Linked DNA regions of Mus musculus: region 2 is linked to region 1. The links are chromatin contacts, called in public HiChIP or PLAC-seq maps. All regions are on one chromosome and are shown on one strand. Each heading gives the region's core, a stretch centred on a gene start, on an enhancer-like site or on the middle of the called end of the contact. The rest is flanking DNA. Distances are from core to core; before and after follow the strand shown.

Region 1 (4,084 bases), core at 1,137-3,636:
TGAGGTTAATCCTCTGCTTGCCCAGAGCTGTATGCTAAGTGGCTCCTGGAGCAGCAGCTGACACACATGAATATGCAACAAGTATTTCCTAAGCAAGTGATTTTAAAGGGAACCTTACTGTGCAGGCTGGACAAAGTACTTCTGTGAGATTTTATACAACCCATGTACCTCATTTACAAATTCTGTTTCAGATCCTTATGGAATGGGTTCTGGGAGAAAGTGCCTTTTAAGGTAACAAGCCATATCCTGCCTCCAACAATGTCAAGGTTTGATTTATTCTGTTCTCTGAAAAGAGCCACAGTAGGTGTGAGGAAAAGCTTTGTGAGTTCCAGGGAGCTCCATGTGTGCCTGTGCCTTCCCAGGACACATCGACAGAGATTCATTGTTCCTCTGTCCCTGTCAAGGATTCTGGATTTGATCCTACCTGCATTTCTCCCTCAGTGCTTGCTCATGGCCAGCCCTGGTCTTTATGGTTGTAAGAGACAGGTACTTCCTGTCTTTAATAACGTCAGCTCAGTTCTGAACTGTGAATGAAGATCTGATCAAGGCAATGTGGCTCCGAGTAAGCTCTTCTTTTTTTTTTTTTTTTTTTTTTTTTTAAAGATTTATTTATTATATGTCAGTACACTGTAGCTGTCTTCAGACACTCCAGAAGAGGGAGTCAAATCTCGTTACGGATGGTTGTGAGCCACCATGTGGTTGCTGGGATTTGAACTCAGGACCTTTGGAAGAGCAGTCGGGTGCTCTTACCCACTGAGCCATCTCACTAGCCCGAGTAAGCTCTTCTTATGCTTTCTTAAGTTTTCATTTTCATTTTATTTGTATGTGTATGGGTGCTTTGCTTGTGTGTGTGTCTGAGCACCACTTGCATGTCTTGTGCCCTTAGAGACCAGGAATGGCACAGTCCCTGGAGTTGGAGTTGTATATGGTTTTGAGACACCATGTAGGTGCTGGGAACTGAACTTGGGTCCTCCATAAATGTAGCCAGTGCTCTTGATTGCTGGGCCATCTCTCCAGCCCCGTTTTCACGTGTGTTTATAACTCTCAGACTCTCTACTAACAGAAATGAAGGGGTTAAATTGAAACGGGCTCAAAAATCTCATCTAGGACTTAAGTGTTTTAGATTTTTTGTTTGTTTGTTTGTTTGTTTGTGTTTTTTTTTTTTTTTTTTTTTTTGAGACAGGGTTTCTCTGTATAGCCCTGGCTGTCCTGGAAGTCACTTTGTAGACCAGGCTGGCCTCGAACTCAGAAATCCTCCTGCCTCTGCCTCCCAAGTGCTGGGATTAAAGGCATACGCCACCTCGCCTGGCTGTGTTTTAGATTTTTAAATAAAGATTTATTTATTTTATTGTGTGTGTGTGTGTGTGTTATGTGTACTTGCGTGTATGTATATGATCCACATGTGTGCAGGTACCAGTGAAGCCAGAAGAGGGGGCTGGATCACCTGGAGCTGGAAATACAGGTGGTTATGAGGCACCACGTAGGTGCTGGGAACTCAACCTGGGTCCTCTGTTAAAGTAGCCTGTGCTCTTAACCACTGAGCCATCTTTATAACACCAGCATTTTGGAATTCTAACAGATTTAGGGTACCAGATCTGTGGTACACACAGTTTAAGAAAAGAGCTGAAATGAATATAGTTCTTTATAGCCACCCAGTGCTGCCTGCCTCATGCATGCACTGTCCCTAACTTCTGCTGCCAGCTGTCCACATCTTCTCTGTGGCTAGTTGCTCCTGCCACATGTTTAGGAGCTGTTCCTGTTAGCAGAGCTGTTTTTGTAGTAACTCTAAAGCCATCCTTGTATTTCTTGCTGACCCCAGTGACTTGTGTCTACCTAATCCCTATTCTGTAATCCCTATTCTGTGCCTTACTGATGTTGCTAACCTGCAGCCTACAGACCTTTCAACGTCTCACTGCATTGCAGGCCTCTGCCTATTTTTCTAGGGCATTGGTAGAAATTTTACATCATCAGCTTAGGTCAGAAAGCTGTATCACATTATTTTCTTAAAATATTTTTATTTTTATGCATATGGGTATTTCACCAGCATGTGTATGCCCTGGTATCCAAGGAGGCCAGAAAAGGGCACTGGATCCTCTGGAACCGGAGTTGCAAATGGTTGTGAGTCACCAGTGTAGGTGCTGGAAACAGAACTCTGGAGGAGCAGCCAGCGCCCCTGACTGTAGAGCCACCTCTCTAACCCTGCTGCACGTCTTCTTTTAGAAAATCATATTGAATATGATCAAAGTACCCAGTTGGCAGGGCTGAAGGCTTGGTCACTATTCCCTTTTCCTCAGCCTCAAACAAAAGTCCTGAACATCGTATCCAGAGCCAGACACAGAGCATGCTGGTTAAACATTACCATTTGCCTAGCCCATGCAATTGCTGGGCCACACCTGGATGTAAACTAATAATAGATGACATTTATGGCATGCTCTCAAGGTGCTGGGGACTTAGCAATGCTCTACATAAATAGATCTGCACAAGACAATTTTTAGTCTAGAATATTCTTTTTGAGAAAACCAATATTCTTCTTTATCTTCACATCTGCTCAGGCTAACTTCTCACTGGGACTCTTCTGACCACCCTGTCTGTGCCTCTGTCCCCACAGCTCCCCCTTTTCTGCTCTGCTTTGGTTCCCTCAGCATCCTGAATCTTTAGCGCACTAAGCCATCCATTTACATACTGATAGGCATTTGTGGCTCAGCAGTGTTCATAGCAATAGGATATTGTGGTTCTGTCTTTCTGCCCTGCTAGACACAAGCTCTAAAAAGGGAGCAGCTTGTTTTGTCTTTTGGTTTTGTTTGTGCGTTTTTTTGTCTGTTTATGTCTGTCTCTCAAGGCCTAGAGCATACATACAGGACAACAAATCTTGTGGGAATGAATAAATGACCCTCATTTTACAGATAGAGAAGCGGTCAAAAGAGGTAATTCCTGTGTCACATAGCCAGCGAGGGCTATGCTGCCTTTGTGTCTCCGCACTCAGATATGATTTCTTTAGACATATCCCCTTGCCACTCCCCTCAGAGGATCTGATACATTTCTAGGCCTCTGAGAGACCCAAGGTGTGGATCCCAATTACCCACGAGCTTTCAAGTCTTTCCCTTCCTTCAGGACACCCCCATCCTTCTCTTATGCACAGCCTTCTTCCAGACAGTTCATTTCCAGTAGGCCAGCCACTCATCTAAGGAAGGGAAGGGATTTATCCTCTAGAAACACTAGCTATTCGCTCTTCCTTGTGGAGAACCGGACACTTCTGGAAGGGTACTCACAAACAAAACAGAGCTTGCTCTGTGTACAGGTACTGTGTGTGCACGTGATGCTCGCTGCTGTTGTACCCCAGTTTCCACTCTAGCTGCAAGATTCCCTCCTTTAATTCCAGTCTTGAAATCCAGCCATGTTCCCTACATGCTCAAGTTCCTGTGAATGAAGTGGCCACCTCTCAGAGGGCAGGGGTGAAAAGGGCCACCCTTCCACAGATTGTCCCCAGGTCTTCCTCCTCACGTGTGGCAGTAGCATCGGATAAGATTCACCTGTTTGCTCCATGAGAAAGTACAGTTTCTCCTTTGTGTTCCCCCACCCTTCCCCATAGCAATAGAAAGGAAAGGACAAGCAGTTGAAGCTGTAAGTGGAGAGGCTCAGAAAGCCTGTCTGTGGCTGATTCAGCACCTCACAGTGCGGCTCTGTTCACAGTGGCCCTACTGTGTGTCCTCCTACGGTGTGTATTCACACTGTGTGTACTCCCTTTCTTTGTTCTTTCAGAGAAAGCATGTCTTCAAAGTACAGTCTCCCTCTTGTTATTCAGTTCTCTGGTGATGTTCACAAAGGCACTAATATTAATGAAGGTTCTATTCTTTTCTCTTGCTAGAAAGTCAACATTTAAGAATATTTTAGAGAAGGGAGGCAGCATATCCCTTCATTGCAGCCTGCTCAGTGGACTCTGTACTTATTTGAAAACATCTGTGCCCTATGACTGGGCTAAGAGGACAGGCTTCCATCTTTAAATGCTTCCTGTCTTGTTAGTGACGTCTTAGCTCTCTGTAATTGACAGCATTTTTGGATGTTAGAGACTGGCTTAAAAAACAAT
Region 2 (4,084 bases), core at 1,079-3,578, 40 kb after region 1:
TAATCTAAAATACTCTGTAAACTGAGCCAGGAGGATTACAAATTCAAGGCCAGCCGGGGAATTTAGAGAGTTCCTGTTTCAAAACAGAAATCAAAACGAGGATTGGGAGTGTAGCTAAGTTGTAGAAACCTTAACTAATGTGCACAAGGTTCAGTCCCTAGCACCACCCCAGAAGTTAACAATAATTAATACCTCCGCACTGGCTAAGTAGAATTACAGTTAAGTACTTAGCAATTAGGTATGCATATATGCATCCATTAACTAAACATATGGTCTGAAGAGAATCAAGAGCTACTAAGGCAAGCATTAACATCTATCAGCAAACAGACTTCTTTTGTTGTTTTTTATTCTTTTCTCTCGGCCTCGAGACAAGTTCCGGGCAACAAATTTCTTGGACATGAAGAAATTCTTAAAGAGCTCTTGGCACACAGTAGATACAGAGTAAGTAGGGGCCCTGCCAACACTGCATCAGGCACTCAAGGTACCTACCCTGAACGGCTGGTCTGGGATGAATGGAAAGTAAGGGATTGCCGACTGCTCCTCGCCTCTTTCTCCTGAGATACAAGAGTTTCTGAGCAGCTGCCGGTCTGTGAACACAGCTTTGAGTTCAATTGCCACATCGGCAGGAGGATCTTCAGAGTCTCCACAGGTCAAGCTGATGGCAAAGCTAAAAAGAAAACAGTGTCACTTAGCCAGGAGTCAGATGTAACATTTTAACTTGACCCAGTTCCTCCTCCAGTGGGTTCATCGGCTTTTAATGGGCTGCTACTGTTTACACAGTTTAAACACAGACACTAAGGATTACACTCAAACCAATAGATTTTGTTACCTAAAGTAGGCTCTGGTGAAAACTCCAGTGGAACTGAAAATAATTACAACTGAAGACTTCAAATGCCTCAGGCCACCCTTGCATTAATCCATCTCAGAGTTCTCAAAAACAGCCACAGAACTTGACAAGGGAAACATCTTGTAAGTTTGGTTCTTATTTATTCTAACAGGTTTGGTTACGACTACCGTGTTTCAAAACCATAAAAAAAGAAGTCTTTTGGCCTTCTCAAGGGTCAAAGATTAACTGTAGGCCTATTTTTATCATCACTGATATAAATAGCTATCTGCAGAGATGATGGCTAGGATTGATACACATTCTTTTCATGGGAACATGGTACTTTCTTGGCACTCCTAACTAGTGACACTGTGCAAGTAGGGTAAGGGGAGGAGGCAGCCGCGGGACTCAGCAATGGCAGGGCTCTGCCCTTACCTTTCGGGGTTGAGATCTACGATGCCCATCACTAATACCTTCTTGCCTGGTCTCATGCCACCTTTAATGTGCCCACAAAATGGAACTATCTGCAAAGGAAGAGGGGAGAGACAGGATGTTTATGGGCTGTTAGAGACGAGCCAAACCCTCAGCCCTGAGAATCAGACCCATTAGAAAGCAAGGAAATGCACCAGAGGGGAAAAGGATAAAGGCAGAGACACGGAGCACATTGATTTACCAGTCGTGGGAAGTACACGTCGGCTTGAACTGGAGAACCCAAGGAGTTGTTTAAGTGCCCATCATCAAGTTTCTAAAAATAGAAGCACACAGATTGGCTTTCCACAGACCCTTGTTTATTAGGGAGTGAATGGAAGGATGAGGAATCAACACAAATCTGTAGTGATCCAGCAGCCCTCCACAGACACACATACATATGATGCCTCTTTATAGCCCATTAAATAACCGCGAAACAAAACCCGGCCTTTCCATCCGGTCTAAGCCTCTGATGATCCCCAGGCTCTTGAGACCGGATCAAATTCAAGGTCGCGGCCCACCCGGGAAGCAAAGCCCGTGTAGGTGGGCGGCAGGCCCCTCTCCAAGCACAAACGCTCCCGGAGTCTCTGCCCCCTGGCCTGTCCTCGGGGACGTGGCTGGAGTGCAGCGGCAGCGCTCGGCTTCTCTCCGGAGCCCCCGGCGCGGGACCGTTTCCAAAGGGGTAAATCCCGGACGCCGGGACCGCGGCCCCACACTAACCCACGTGCACGCACACGCGCCCAGCGCGCACCTGGCCGGCGCCCTCCTGCCCCGCGCCCGGGGCCCCCCGAGCTCGCACCCCGCGGCGGCTGACAGGTACCGCGCTTCCCGCGGCACCGCGGGTCCGTAGTCCTTGCCCCGGCCCTCTGAGCTACCCGCCTCGCGGGAGGCCGCTGCACTCACCACCACGGCGTCGCTGTCGGCCACCGACCCCGCCATGTTCCTGCAGCGAGCGCCGGGGACGCGGCGGCGGGCGCGGGTCCGAGCCGGGCGCGCGCACACACGGGCGCGCGTGCACGCCCCAGGCTGGCGCGGCCGCAGGCCCGGGAGGGGGAAGGGAGGCGGGCGGCGCGGAGATCGCGGCGGCGAGGGGATGACGGTGGCGAGGGCCGCAGTGCGTTGGCCTGGGGTGGCATTTAAAGGCGGCAGGGCTCGGCTCGGGAACCGAGAACCGGGAACAGGGCGGGGACGGGGCCCGGGAGCCGCGGCTTGCTAAGCGTGCCCTGCCCTACGGCCATTGGACCACGGCTGAAGGCCGGAGGGCGGTGGCCTGTCGGCGGGAAGGTGGGTGGGGCTGGGGAAAGGGGTGAAGGGAGGGCCCAGGTGGGCCAGGTGACAGGTGCTGGGGACACTCCTGGTCGGTACCCTACTCACTCACCTCCTTCCGCATCCTGGGGGACTGTGGGGGTGGATCAGGAGTGAGGTCGAGAGAAGGTGGAGGACTCCAAAGAGGAAGACCTGGTATGGCTTCTTTCAGAGAATTCCAACCTAGTGGGAGGAAAGATAGTTGCACTGTTTGGAGGAGAAGGAGAATGGAGGTCCAAGGCTTGTACATATTTGACCCTAAATAAAGAAGCAGCCAGGACTCTAGGGGGACAGTTTGCTGAGCGCCGACCAACCCTCTGTTCCCAGGGAAGCGCAGGCTAGTGTCGGGGTCCCGGAAGCATTCTTCAGCAGGTGCCCGGCCAAGCCGCAACTTGAAGTGGACACAGTTTCTGTCCTTAGCTATTTTACGTCACTTGCTTAGTTTGGGGTAATGGAGTCTCCAGTCCTTCTTTGTGTAATACTTCCTAGGGAATACACTCCTCTTTCACGCTAAGGCTCAGACTCCTGTAATGGTATCCTGACACTAGCATAATTATGTAACTTCTCAGATAAGGCTGTATCAACATACTCTCTATTAGGTGACATACTCGGCTTGCCCAATGCACTGTGTGAATCACCACACTAATAAGCAAGGAGCTTGAGCAAGTGAGCTGCTACAGTCCCAGAGGGGCCCTTTGGGGGACCTGGCGTCTCTGCAGCTTTTGTGTCCCTTTATGGACCAGTGCTAATCATGGTAATCTCTGTGGGACAGGGAACATGCCTGTAATCCACAGTCGGAGCCTTTGTGGAAGTGGTTCTCAGAATTAGAGACTGAAGAGTTGTCATTGTGGCTCCCATTTTGCTCCTGTTTACTCATCTGAGCTTGAGAATCACACCTATTAATTATTCTAACATACTAGGCAATTACAAGAAACTTGATATTTTAAAGTCATACTTTGATTCTCTGAATTTCTAAGAGTCAGCATAGGGAAAAAATCATTGAATTATTTGCTATTAGCTAAGCGTGGTACAATATATCATGGTTATTATAAAGGGCTGGTGTCTTGGGTCCAAATTTAGTTTCTTATTACTGATAGTAGCGTGCCTTAATTTCTTCATCAGACATGATAATAATTACTACGATGATCCTATCTTGAATTACTGTGAAGATTAATAAATTGGTTCACACACCTTCCCCAGAAGAACACTCAGCACATTCTAAGCAACAGTTTTGAGTGTCTGCTGTTGACCAAGAGCTGAGAATTAGCAGGGGCATTGCTGAAATTACATTGTAGCGAGGAGAGGCAGACATAAGCAAACTTGCAAGTATATAGGTAGTAAGACAGAAAAATAAGGCGGGGAGGAGGAGAGTGCAGGATGATGCTATTAAAGTAGGGTAGTCTGGGAAAGTGACATTGAGAATTCTGAAGGAGGGAGGGAGAAAGGGAGGGAGGAAGGGAGGGACAAAGGGAGGGCTGGCTCAACCTC

Evidence for each region. HiChIP or PLAC-seq counts read pairs in DNA pulled down with a chosen protein or histone mark.
Region 2: an H3K4me3 HiChIP or PLAC-seq map of intestinal villus epithelium shows a contact between it and region 1, with 12 read pairs. The contact joins the promoter of Lgalsl here to the enhancer-like site in region 1. A contact is called at or near these places in 9 of 39 promoter capture datasets (the 3T3-L1 cell line, 3T3-L1-derived adipocytes, the HPC-7 cell line and 4 more), 2 of 15 datasets of contacts at CTCF or cohesin (CD8 T cells and the NIH/3T3 cell line), 7 of 484 Hi-C or Micro-C datasets (the HL-1 cell line, the N1E-115 cell line, cerebral cortex and 4 more), 9 of 115 datasets of contacts at active chromatin or transcription factors (CD8 T cells, Th17 cells, bone marrow-derived macrophages and 5 more) and 1 of 9 other capture datasets (adipose tissue).

The regions. Positions count from the first base shown.
Region 1 is chr11:20,789,160-20,793,243 of GRCm38.p6, forward strand. No RefSeq gene overlaps it. Among named protein-coding and RNA genes, the nearest start is that of Gm32213, 3.4 kb to the right of the region's middle. Within about 2 kb of position 2,387, at least 11 of the 459 cell types and tissues checked have an H3K27ac peak or open chromatin away from gene starts, as enhancers often do. A contact at or near this core is called in intestinal villus epithelium, where this site is marked.
Region 2 is chr11:20,828,780-20,832,863 of GRCm38.p6, forward strand. Lgalsl (lectin, galactoside binding-like) reads right to left here and starts at 2,329. Exons shown (of 5, transcript NM_173752.4): 1 at 2,195-2,329; 2 at 1,497-1,568; 3 at 1,259-1,347; 4 at 490-667. The coding sequence starts at 2,230.